Linked DNA regions of Neogale vison: region 1 is linked to region 2. A link is a contact called in public Hi-C data. All regions are on one chromosome and are shown on one strand. The core of a region is the stretch at or near the end of the contact, and the rest is flanking DNA. Distances in the headings are between cores, read along the strand shown.

Region 1 (6,493 bases), core at 1,641-4,140, 520 kb before region 2:
ACCCGCCATTTCTCAAATTCCTTCAACTTAGCATATTCAATGTCATAAGATGTCATATTTTAAGGCAGCCATATTTGGAACCCTGTCGGATGTCAAAAGAATTTATAATAGGGTTTTTCTTGGAGGATGAGGGGTTGTAGTGACCAGGAGAAACATGAAAGAGGCTTTTGGGTTCCTGGTAATTTTCTTTTTAAAAAACCTGGGTAGGAAAAAAATTAAAAAGTAAAAAAATACATAAAAACAAAATAAAAAATAAAAAACCTAGGTAGCAATTGCAGAGGTATGTATCCTTTGTGAACACTTTGATGACTTGTGCATAGATGTGCCCACTTTTAAAATTTATTCACAGACTCTCTGCATGTTTGTTATACTTCTTCTTCCTTTTTTTTTTTTTTTTTTGACAGACAGAGATCACAACTAGGCTGAGAGGCAGGCAGAGAGGGGCGGGTGGGGAAGCAGGCTCCCTGCTGAGCAGAAAGCCTGATGCGGGGCTCGATCCCAGGACCCTAAGATCCCAACCTGAGTCGAAGGCAGAGGCTTTACCCACTGAGCCACCCACGTGCCCCCGTTATACTTCAACAAATAATTTTTAAAAGTCCGCTTTATCTCTTTCCATCTTCTCAAGGTAGTGTGAACGACTAATAGCCATTTACACAAGTAGGGGAATGTTTACCAGTATAAACTCATCAACTGCGAAAATTAATAATAACAGGAAATCTTGTTAGAATGGAGTCTAGAAGGTGGGAAGATGGGGGGGGTGTTCTCAGCCCCACCACTGGTTGGTTGCCAATTGCAGACCAAACAGGAAGAGAGGTACCTTGCAAGTTAATACCACTTTACTACCCCAGCAAGAGGATGAAAGGTTTCTCCTCTCCTTGGCAACAGCCCAGGCAATGAGACTTCACCACTCAGCCCACGAAAAGCCACTATACTTCAATCTACCATTTCATTCCAAAGGACTTTTTGTTTAGGGGGCCTGGGTGGCTCAGTGGGTTAAAGCCTCTGCCTTCGGCTTGGGTCGTGATCCCAGGGTCCTGGGATCGAGCCCCACATCGGGCTCTCTGCTCAGCAGGGAGCCTGCTTCCTCCTCTCTCTCTGTTTGCCTCTCTGCCTACCTGTGATCTCTGTGTGTCAAATAAATAAACAAAATCTTAAAAAAAAAAAGGACTTTTTGTTTATGACAGCCTTCCCAACTTCCTGCTTTCCTTTATCATAGAGCGTTCCTCTCCTTTGTTCTGTGGACTCCGTAGCTGCTGGTCCTGAGTTGCAATTCTCTACTATTCCCACGATTTTTTTTTTCTGGTAAAATAACTGGTAGTTTCATTTTTAAGGTTAACATATTTTATCTCATTACAATAATCATATCTTTTTTTTTAAGATTTTATTTATTTATTTGACAGAGAGAGATCACAAGTAGACAGAGAGGCAAGCAGAGAGAAAGGAAGGGAAGCAGTCTCCCCACTGAGCGAGAGCCCGATGTAGCACTCGATCCCAGGACCCTGAGATCATGACCTGAGCCAAAGGCAGAAGCTTAACCCACTGAGCCACCCAGGCGCCCCAGTCATATCTTTATATAGAAATACGATGTGCATGAAGTGTGTCCAACCTTCAGAGCACTATCCTCCTTAATAATACTTAGCACCAAGGAGTATTGCAGAATTTTCCTACTCTTAATTTTGAAGACTTCGGTGAGTATATTTTTCCCTTTCATTCATTCCACCAATTAATCCTTGTGAGTTTACTGGGATTCAGCATTGACTAGACGAACTCTGATCCTGACAGAGCATTGTTTACTAATTTCAAATACCCAATTTCTGTTTTTATGCCCTCAGGTCCTGCCTGAGTCCTAACCGAATCTTCTCCCTTTTCTCCTCCTCTGTGCTGGCTCCAGATCTTTAAGATGTGACCCTTTCCCCTCTCTGGAGTTTCCCCCAGTCTTGATCCAACCACCCACTGCCCCAGGTCATTCCATTTTTGCTCTCCTCTCTGCAGTGGGCTTGTTCTGCCCCCCTCTTGTTCCTGTTAAGAGTAATCAGAATTACTTACTTTTCCCATTTGAGTCTCACAACACTTTAGAAGTAGCTCATTTCTATAGAAGGGACAGGCTATAGGCACTATACTGAATGCCTGTCTTGGTGGAGTTGGAATTAGAACTCGTGCAAGGAAGCAGACACGGACCACTGTTGCGTTCCTTTTGTAGTCACCTTCCCCTCACTTGGAAGTTAGACCTCCTAAACTTCTCGCTAAGGCATTGTAAGAGGACCACAAAACACAAACTTGGACTTTTCCAAGCCCTGCCATGACCTCTCTTGACTCAGAAGCAAGGAAAACTTTTTTTTTCTTTCTTTTTTTGGCAGTGATCGGGCTCTGGGTTGATGGTCAAGGCAGAACTGAACGTTCCACAGTGGATAGATGGGACAAACCAAAGGGTTGAGAGTGTTATCAAGGTTTTCAGTGGACAAGTGGAAAGACAGGGTTGCTATTACTTGACGTTGAGAGGGTGAAGTCAGGAGTTTGATATGTGGCATTTTAAAAGTATGTATAAAATAGCCAGGCTGAGAGAGCAAGTCTCATACGATCTGGAATCCAGGGTAGACGTGTGGGGCTGTGGATGGAAATTTGAGCCTTGAGTGCATCAACAGTACTTAAAATGGTGATGCACCGCTACCACAGAGAGAACGATAAGAAGACAGAAAGAAACCTGAGAACTGAGTCTCGGGATCCTGGAACAATTGGAAGTCGGGATATGTGGAAGGCCAGACTCGTCCTGGGAACCACCACCATGACCGTCTAAACTCAAGAACTACATTTCCCAGAATCCTTTCCGCCCCATGTTTCCGAGTTCGAGGCTGTTTTGAAGTCCCGCGAGATTTAGAAGGCGGAAGTGAAGCGGAAGCCATTGCTCTCAGGAGGCGATTGCGGCTATACACATGGGCAGGGGAGGGGTCCGTCGTGGCTTCGTCTGGGCTGTTGGGGACTCTCCGCTTCCCCACCGCAGACCGGACCTGCTCTGTGTACTTGGCGTCCCTTCACCTGCAGCCTCCGTGACCTCCACTCCACCCGATTCTGCCCTCAGCCTTGTAAGCTCTGCTTTCCTCCCTTAACCCTTAACCCTCGGTTTTCCGAGAACGGGAAAGGCCCGTAGGCAGAGACGAGGAAATGGGTTCAGGGACCTGGGACGGGAAAGCCAGGCAGCCGGGCGAGGAGTGTGCTTTGAACTCTGATCGGTGGTATGAAACGCTGGTACGCGAGGACCGAAATGTAGGACCCCCGTGTTGATGACAAGGGGAAGGCAGTGGTGATCTGGTTTTATTTATTTATTTTTTTAAAGGACTCCTCCGGGTGGAGAGGGAAAAGCCCCACGGAAGTGAATTCAGGACTTGATGGTGCGGTCAGGAATGGGAGACCGCGAGGATAGAAGCAAATATTCCTTGGCTTTGCGGTCCATTTTCTCCCGGCATTAATAAGAGGCACACTGGCTTTATGTAACATTTGTATTGAATGTTGAATAAATTTTTAAAGTTTCTGGTGCACTTACTGTTAGTTTAGTTGACTCGCGTAAACAGCCTATAACTAGTTTTAAAAGTTCACATCAAAAAAAAAAAACCCACTTCCCTTCAACATTCTGTTATTTTGAGACTTATTCATTAATATTTGTTGTGATTATTAATATTTTGCGTTGATTTTTATCGTCTTACGTGCTTGCTATTTATCCTTTTGACTTTCAGGTTTTTTTTAATTGGAATATAAAACATACGCCAAAAAGAGTACTAAAACACACACATTCTCCTTTTTTTTTAATGGTTTAATCATTTTTTTTTAAGATTTTATTTATTTACCTGTCAGAGAGAGAGAGGGAGAGAGAGAGAGCGAGCACAGGCAGAGTGGCAGGCAGAGAAGAGGGAGAAGCAGGCTCCCTGCCCAGCCAGGACCCCGATGTGGGACTCGATCCCAGGCCGCGGGGATTATGACCTGAGTGGAAGGTAGCCGCTCAACCAGCTGAGCCAGATTAAATCCAGGCGTCGGGGTTTAATCATTTTAATATGATGAGAATAATGGAAATTTATGACCCACTTAGAGTAGAATGGAATAAAAGCACTAACAAAGACATAGGATGATGAAGTGTGGCAATCAGGGCCGTTAGATAAAAGGATGGTTAATGACGTGGTTAACTAATGTCCAGCTAGTGTCCAGAACCCACTTCACACTTTTGCTGTGCTAGACCACAGCTGCCATTCTTGTTGGGGGAATAGGAATCATTTGTATCAGCCTCTCACACACATTCTCTTTGTAAAAAATGTATGGACAAATACACACACACACACACACAGTCTAAAGCGAATCTACAGACCAGACCAAAAAGAGATGATAAAATCCTTGGAACCTGGGTGCTCTTCCTGCATCTTCCTCTTTCCCCATGATTTCCTTTATGGATTTTACTGCTTACATGTTTTTCAAAAAAAGCGCATTTCCTAATTTTGATAATTATTTGTGAATGGACTCCCATTCTTAAGTGTTTTCAGAAATATCCTTTTTTCCATTAATGCAAGTACAGTTTTTAATTTAGAGATTTCTAAGTCTCTTGTAGATGAAGTAAGTACATTTAGCCATTCTTTTTCAGGCACTTCATGGCTTAAATTTTAGAGTCTGCGAAGTTCCGCATACTGGAGTTTTATTTTCAGGTTGCATGGAATCTGTATATGAATTTGGATAATATTGGCATAATTCCGTTGTATCTTACAATTTATGTCTTTTTATTTATATACTGTAATGCCTTTCAGGAAAGGTTTTTTTTTTTTTTTTTTTAAGATTTTATTTATTTATTTTACAGACAGAAATCACAATTAGGCAGAGAGGCAGGCAGAGAGAGAGGAAGGGAAGCAGGCTTCCTGCTGAGCAGAGAGCCCGATGCGGGGCTTGATCCTAGGACCCCAGGATCATGACCTGAGCGGAAGGCAGAGGCTTTAATCCACTGAGCCACCCAGGCGCCCCCGGGGGCTCTTTCTTTAAGATAGTAAAGGAGGCTCCCTTCTTTTCCTAGTTCAAGAGTTTTTCCTCTTGAATGGTTTAGGTTTTTAACAAGTGATTTCTTTTTTTTTTTCCTTTTGGCATCTACTTTGATATGTTTATCTTGTGTATCTCCAGCTCCAAAAACAATGGCTGGCTTATGGTAGGTGCTTCTACTGTAGTGCATTGAACAAATGAGTGAATACTTTGCTTTTCTTATTTATCTGATAATGTTGAGAATTAAACCAATTGATTTCTTAGTGATTCACTACATTTGTCTTGAAAAACAGCTTTTGAGAAAGACAGGCACTACTCTATCGATTTTTTGGCTTCTGTCTGCTAGTTGTTGGTTATTTGGATCTGTGTGTGAGTAAAATGGGCCTGCGATTTTCCTTTCTGTGTCAGGGTTATGCCAACCTCATAAAATAGGGTGGAAATACTCCCACTGTTTTCTAAACTCTGGAATATTTTGACTAAGAATAGAATCAGTTTTTCCTTAAAGGGGAGCTGTGCCAGAAGAACCATTTGGGTCTGGAGTTTTCGTTGTGGAAATTTTTCGAGCTCTTGATTCAATTCCTTTAAGGGTCTTAGGGATGTAAGAAGGATGTTAGGGTTCAGAGCCGACAGCCAAGAAAGGATTCTTGAGACGTTTTTGGTAAAAAGAGGTGGTTTTATTAAAGCACCAGGACAGAAATAAATAAGTAAATACAAATTTTTTAAAAATTTTGAAAAAGCACCAAGATGGGACCTGTGGGTAGAAAGAGCTGCACTGGGATCATGAGGAGTGGCCCATTACATACTTTCAAGTTGGGTGGGGGTTAGGGATAGTGTAAGTCTCCCAGGTATTTTGGAATCAAGGTTTACAGGATTCTGAGGTTCTGCCTATTGTTAGGAAAAGGTCATTTATTTAGTAAACCCGCAGTCATGAGACCCTTCAGATGTCCATCCGTGGGACATATGCTTGGAGGATGATTGTCATCGTGTATCTTGGGGGATAAAGGAGATGAAGGAAGTTTCTGAAGGAATTTTTATATGTTAAAGTAGACTTACAGGATCGGGCTAAGATTGACTTTTGCTCTTAGCAGAGTGTTAATTAACATCATAGCAGTCCCTAGAAGAATGTCACTCTGCCTGTTTCAAGGACTTGGCCAAGAGGCTGTAAGTAGTAAGGAAATTTAATAATTTTTCTTCTGGCTTTGTTTGCCTCATCAGTAGGGCATCTAAGTTCTTTATTTCATTATGGTGAATAAAATATCTTTAGAAATTTATTCCTCCTAGGGGGGTGCCTGGGTGGCTCAGTGGGTTAAAGCCTGTGCCTTTGGCTTGGGTCATGATCCCAGGGTCCTGGGATCAAGCCCCGCATCGGACTCTAAACAGAGAGCCTGCTTCTTCCTCTCTCTCTCTGCCTGCCTCTCTGCCTACTTGTGATCTCGGTCTGTGAAATAAAAAAATAAAATCTTTAAAAAAAAAAAAAGAAAAGAAAAGA
Region 2 (6,064 bases), core at 2,321-4,820:
GACAGGCCCTCCAGGAGGCTGACTGATGTCACAGAGGCCAAACAACTGCCAAACAGGGATTCCAATTGTCTGGAGGCCCCAAGGCTTTGGTTCTCTCCACCTGTGGCTTTCAGGCCCCGTCAGCCTGACTACAGGCCCTCGAAAGGTGCCATTCAGAGGGTGTGGGGCTCCCCAGTGAAAGCTGAGATGGACAGGTGGTTGTCACATCCACCAGTCCATGGACTCTTTGGGGCAGGCCCTAACGATGACCATACAGTGGGGCAGCCCCCTACACAGGATCCTCTCAGCCTCCTGACCCTCCCACCCCAGACCCTGCAGCTCAAGGACCCTGAGCTTGGGCATAGCAAGGCAGGAAGAGAGGATTTCAGTCGGGGAAGGCATTTCTGGGGTGATGAGAGGGCCTAGCAAACAGAGACTCTCCAGGGCTGGCATGCCCTCCAAGACAGACAGGCCAGGGGCAGAGAGGCCCCTCACGGTCAGCCGGATCTTCCGCACATCTCGAAGGTGGCGGCTGATGGCCAGGAGGGTGCTGTCGGCGGAGAGGGTGCAACCTAGCACCTCCAGCCTCTGCAAGTAGCTCAGCTCCTGGAGGCCCGCATCTAGCCCTGTCTCTGTCACTCGGTAAGTGCCGCCGAGCACCAATGACCGCAGGGCACGAAAGCGTGTCAGGCCCTGCAGGTGCTCGTCTCGGAAGGCAGGGACGCGGTCCAGCACGATGCACTCAAGCAAGGGCAGCACAGTGGGGTCCTGCTCCTTGAGGAGCCAGGCCATAGAGATCTCACAGCTGTGCAGCTCCAGGGTCCTCAGGGTGCAGGGCAAGCTGGTGATGGGCACCATGCTCAGGTCAGCCACGTGTAGGCAGAGGCGCTTCAGATTGGGGCACTTCTGGCCCAGGGCCCTCATCAAGGCGGGGGACAACTGGGGGGCCTGGGAGCCTGAGAACAGGTAGCCACCCATCCGCAGGGAATGGAGCCGGGATGCCATGTACCGGCGAAGGAGGTGCCACATGACTTTAGGCCGCATCTGTAAGAGCCAGAAGTGCGGGTGACAGGGTGAGAGATATGGAGAATATTCCACAGCCCCTGACTGCCTAGAGACAAACAAGCCCCAGCTGGGGCTCTAGTGCTCCCCTGGGCTTCTGCCCTTCCCCTGCCAGCCTCAAGTGACCCTGTACCTCCCCAAGAGTAACAAGACAATATAATCCATTCACTCTGATTTCTAGGTTTGAACAAAAGCAATGAGGGAAAAGAGAAGATCAGAATAGATCTGTCTTTAGCAACAGCAGATTCTCATTACCCGAAGTAAGAAAGCAGAGCAACTCACCAGCATTTTATTTTATCCCTTTCCTCGTGACCACCGCCAACAGAAATAAGCAACACAAAAGCAAGCTGAAAAAGGCTAGAACTGCCTAGAGTAAATTAGACCTGTGTTAAAAATCATCATCATCACCATCACAACCTGGTGATGATGAAAGCTGCAAAAATTAACTGTGCAAAGTTAATTACTAGAAAACAAAGTAACTGGAAGCACTGTGCATTTTAATGTAGGTACACTTTACCATAAAAAGAAAAGGAAGAAAAAAGAAACTGCATAGTGTAAAATTTGTGCATAGCATACAACCTGGAAGGTTGTTAGAAATTCAGGGGCGCCTAGGTGGCTCAATGGGTTAAGCCTCTGCCTTCGGCTCGGGTCGGGTCATGATCTTAGGGTCCTGGGATCGAGCCCCGCATTAGGCTCCCTGCTCGGCAGGGAGCCTGTTTCCCCCGTCTCTCTCTCTCTGCCTGCCTCCCTGCTTACTTGTGATCTCTGCTTGTCAAATAAATAAGTAAAATACATTAAAAAAAAAAAGAAGAAGAAAGAAATTCAGAATCTGGGGCCCCATCCCCATTCACTCAATCAGAATCAGCATTTTTTTTTAAGATTTTATTTATTTATTTGACAGAGAGAAATCACAAGTAGATGGAGAGGCAGGCAGAGAGAGAGAGAGGGAAGCAGGCTCCCTGCTGAGCAGAGAGCCCGATGCGGGACTCGATCCCAGGACCCTGAGATCATGATCTGAGCCGAAGGCAGCGGCTTAACCCACTGAGCCACCCAGGCGCCCTCAGAATCAGCATTTTAACAAGATCCTTAGATGATTCATATACACAGGCAAGTTTGAGACACTCCTTTTTAACACTGTTTGTAATAGTAAAAAGCTGGAAATAACTAAATGTCAACAGGAAAACAGATAAATTGTGGTATACTCAACAAATTAAAAGGAACAAATCAGTCCATGTCTCATTTACAATAAATTTCAAAAGCAATGTTGTGTGAATAAGGCTAGTTTTGGGTGGATATACAATAAATGGCGTTTAATTACCTCAACAGAACACCATTACTTAAACTTTCGATCAACACATGAACAAAACTGTATGTTGCCTCCTGGCACTTACACAGGAAGTGAGTGAGAAATGAGAAAGTGAGAAACATAAGTTTCTAGAAGACTACATTTCCATTTTATAATAGCGATGACCTCTGAGGAGGGTTTCAAAAAAATGCCACGATATATTTATAAATGTTGCCTGCGTACATGTACCCCAAAACCTTTGCATGTATGTTTCACAGAATCTGCAGCAAAAATGACCCAAAGTCAAAGTGGGTTAAATATAGGTGAAGAGTACGCAGCCGTTTCAGATATTATCCTCTATACATTGCTATATATACATTTGGAATAGTTCATACTCAAACAAGAAAAATAAATACGATGCAAATGGGGAAAAGTGGAAAAGGTTGCACTACTCAGGAAATAAACTGTGGAAATTAAGTTGGATCTGGAAGATGATTGCTCCAGGAAAACTCATTAACAGATCATGTAAGCAACTAACGTTTGTCCTATACTCCCTGTACGCGGGACTCGGCTCTAAGGTCCTTCCCTGCAGGAACTTGGTTATCCCCACTTTGGAGATGGGGAAACAGGCTGAGCAGCGAGTGTGCCGCGATGCACCCCGGGCCGCCAAGCTCGAAATCTAGGGGGCGAGGGGGTGGGGCTCGAGAGCCAGACACCCGACCGCGGCCCAGGCCCGCCCGGTCGGCCCCGCGTACCGTGTACAGCGTCAGGTCGACGTGTCGCCAGAGCCACCGGTCGTCCACCAGCTTCTTCCAGCCGTGACAAACCCTGGGGGAGGGGACCCGGCGTTAGAACCACCCCGCCCCGCGGGGACCCGATCCGCGTCCCAGGGGCAGCCCCACGCCCCCCGACCTTCCCGTCACCCCCCCGCGGGCCGGGGCCGCACCTGGAGATGCGGATCCGGTCCCGGACCGGGAGGTAGGAGAAGATCTCCAACAGGACTGAGTCCGGCAGGTCCGCCAAAGTCGCCATGATCCGAGCGACACGCACTTCCGCTTGCGGCTGAGGGGACTCGGGATCTCGCCCGGGGGGCGCCAGCGGGTGACGGGGGGTGCCGGCAGGGCGGTGGCCGCCGCCTCCGACAGCGGGCGGAGAGTTTCAGCTTTCCTCTGACAGGGACATGGTTGGGTCCCGGCGACAGGCCCGCCGGCGACCACGACGGAGCCGGGAGGCGGGGACTGGGAACCAAGCCCGCGTTCGGAAGGCGTGGCTGAGGCTCTGACGCAGCCCGGAGGCGGGGTTGGGGGCGCGGACGAGGCTGGGGGCGGGGCTGGGGCTGGGGCAGGGACAAGGGGCCCCGAGGCGGTGACTGGAGACCCGGGGACTTGTTTGGGTCGAGAACCGGCCTGGGAGCGGGATTACCCGCTGGGAAGAGGCTGGGGACAGGGCTAAGGGCTGGGACGAGGCTGGGGCGGGGCTGGGGTTAGGCTGGGGGCGGGGCTAAGGGCGGGCAGTAGGCTAGTGGGGCGAGACTGAGGGCGGGAATCGAGCCCGGGAAAAGCGCCCTGGGGCGGTGACGGACGGCCCAAGGGCGGGGCCGGACGGTCCAAGGGCGGGGCCAAGGGCGGTGACGAGCGGCCCCGGGTCGCGGCAAGTGTTGGGACGGCGGAGCTGCAGACCCCAGGACCCAGCCTGGAAGGCGCCCTTAGAGCAGTGCTGCTGGGGGACGACCAGCGGTTGTGCTAAGGGAGAGCGAGGCCCCAACTTTTCTACTTAATACCGCTTTTTTGATGCCTATAAACAAGAATAAATCTGTAGGACCGAAATAGCTGGTTAACAAACGGTGTGTTCTGTTTTTCGTTTTGATAGCGCCAAACTGTTATCCAAAGAGGCTGAGTGGACACGCCCACCAAATATATATCACTCATTTGTGGGTTTTTTTTTTTCAGAAAAATTTTAAAAAGATTTTATTTATTTGGGGCAACTGGGTGGCTCAGTGGGTTAAGCCTCTGCCTCTGGCTCAGGTCATGATGTCAGGGTCCTGGGATCCAACCCCCTATCGGGCTCTGCTCAGCAGGGAGCATGCTTCCCCTTTCTCTCTGCCTGCCTCTCTGCCTACCCGTGATCTCTGTCAAATTCTGCCTACCTCTGTCACAGGTAGGCAGAGAGGCAGGCGGGCCGGGGGGAATGGGGGTGAAGCAGGCTCCCAGCTGAGCAGACAGCCCCACTTGGGGCTGGATCCCAGGACCCTGAGATCATGACCTGAGCTGAAGGCATAGGGCCTAACCCACTGAGCCACCCAGGCGCCCCCACTCATTTGTTTTTAAAAGTTTTTATTTTTGAGTAAGCTCTACACCCAGCCTGGGTCTTGAACTTACAACTTGGAGATCAAGAGTCGCATACTCTACCCCTGAACCAGTCAGGCGCCCCACACCATTTTTTTTTCCTAAGATTTTATTTTCAAATAATCTCTATGCACAACACAGGGCTGGAACCCACAACCCCAAGGTCAAGGATTGCATGCTGCATAGACTGAGCTGGCAAGATACCCCATCACTCTTTTTTTTTTTTAAGATTATTTATTTATTTATTTGACAGAGAGAAATCACAAGTAGGCAGAGAGATAGGCAGAGAGAGGGGGAAGCAGGCTCCCTGCTGAGCAGAGAGCCGGATGTGGGGCTCGATCCCAGGACCCTGAGATCATGACCTGAGCCAGAGGCAGAGGCTTAACCCACTGAGTCACCAAAGCACCCCCATCACTTATTTTTAAAGTAGCAATTCATTAGAAAATTATCAATTGATAGGGCACATATATATATATATATATATATATATATATGCATGTTTTTCTACTGGATAAATAACCAGGAACCAGTTTGATGAGTCAAAGGACACATGAAGTTTAATTGTGAGGTTTTGCTAAATCACACCCCCAAGAGCCCATAACGGCAATACAATGCTTTCAATACACACACACACACACACACACACACACACAGGCAGGAATTGCAGATGCTGAAAACTGTCTTAAAAAGAAATGCAAGGGCCCCCCCACCCCGGCCTGCCTCTCGGCCTACTTGTGATCTGTCTGTCAAATAAATAAAATCTTTGAAGAAAAAAATGCAAAACTCATTAAGATGTATGCGTTAAATGTGTGCAATTTCTGTGTATCAACCATACCCAATAAAGCTAAAAAATATATATATCTGTATGCCCATACTTATCCATAAACAAAAACACCAGAGCTTTCACCTATCAGATTAAAAAAGATGAAGAAGGGGCGCCTGGGTGGCTCTGTTAAGCTGCTGCCTTCAGCTCAAGTCATGATCTCAGGGTCCTGGAATCAATCAAGCCCTGCATAGGACTCCCCACTGAGTGAGGAGTCTGCTCTCCCTCTCCTTCTGCCCCTCCCCCTGCTCATGCACAGTCTCTCTCTCAAATAAATAATAAACAAAATCTTTAAAAGCAAAACAAAACAAACAAAAAGATGAAGAAGGTGGAAAATACCCACACTGGACTTGGTGTGAGGTAACAGGCCCTTTCAACCCTGCAGAAGGGGCAGGATAGATTCAAACTCTTTGAAGCCAGTTTAGTAATATAAGATTATAGCTTCTGTTGGACCCAACAATATGCTCCCAAAATGTTAAAAAGAAAAAAATTAGGTAGGTCTTTCTATGCTGTTTGGAACAATCTTCAGGATACTGTTTGCTTTAAAAAGCAAAAGGTGTAGAGATCAAG

The links. A called contact is a pair of places that touch in the nucleus more often than the background predicts.
Region 1: a Hi-C map of muscle shows a contact between it and region 2, with 9 times the contacts expected there. The contact joins the promoter of ZNF317 here to the promoter of FBXL12 in region 2. A contact is called at or near these places in 2 of 3 Hi-C or Micro-C datasets (fibroblasts and muscle).

The regions. Positions count from the first base shown.
Region 1 is chr6:217,862,236-217,868,728 of ASM_NN_V1, reverse strand. ZNF317 (zinc finger protein 317) reads left to right here and starts at 2,890. Exons shown (of 7, transcript XM_044254282.1): 1 at 2,890-3,080.
Region 2 is chr6:217,345,232-217,351,295 of ASM_NN_V1, reverse strand. It overlaps FBXL12 (F-box/LRR-repeat protein 12), which reads right to left and starts at 3,570. Exons shown (of 3, transcript XM_044254264.1): 1 at 3,273-3,570; 2 at 3,082-3,154; 3 at 1-1,023. The coding sequence starts at 3,358. The coding sequence ends at 202.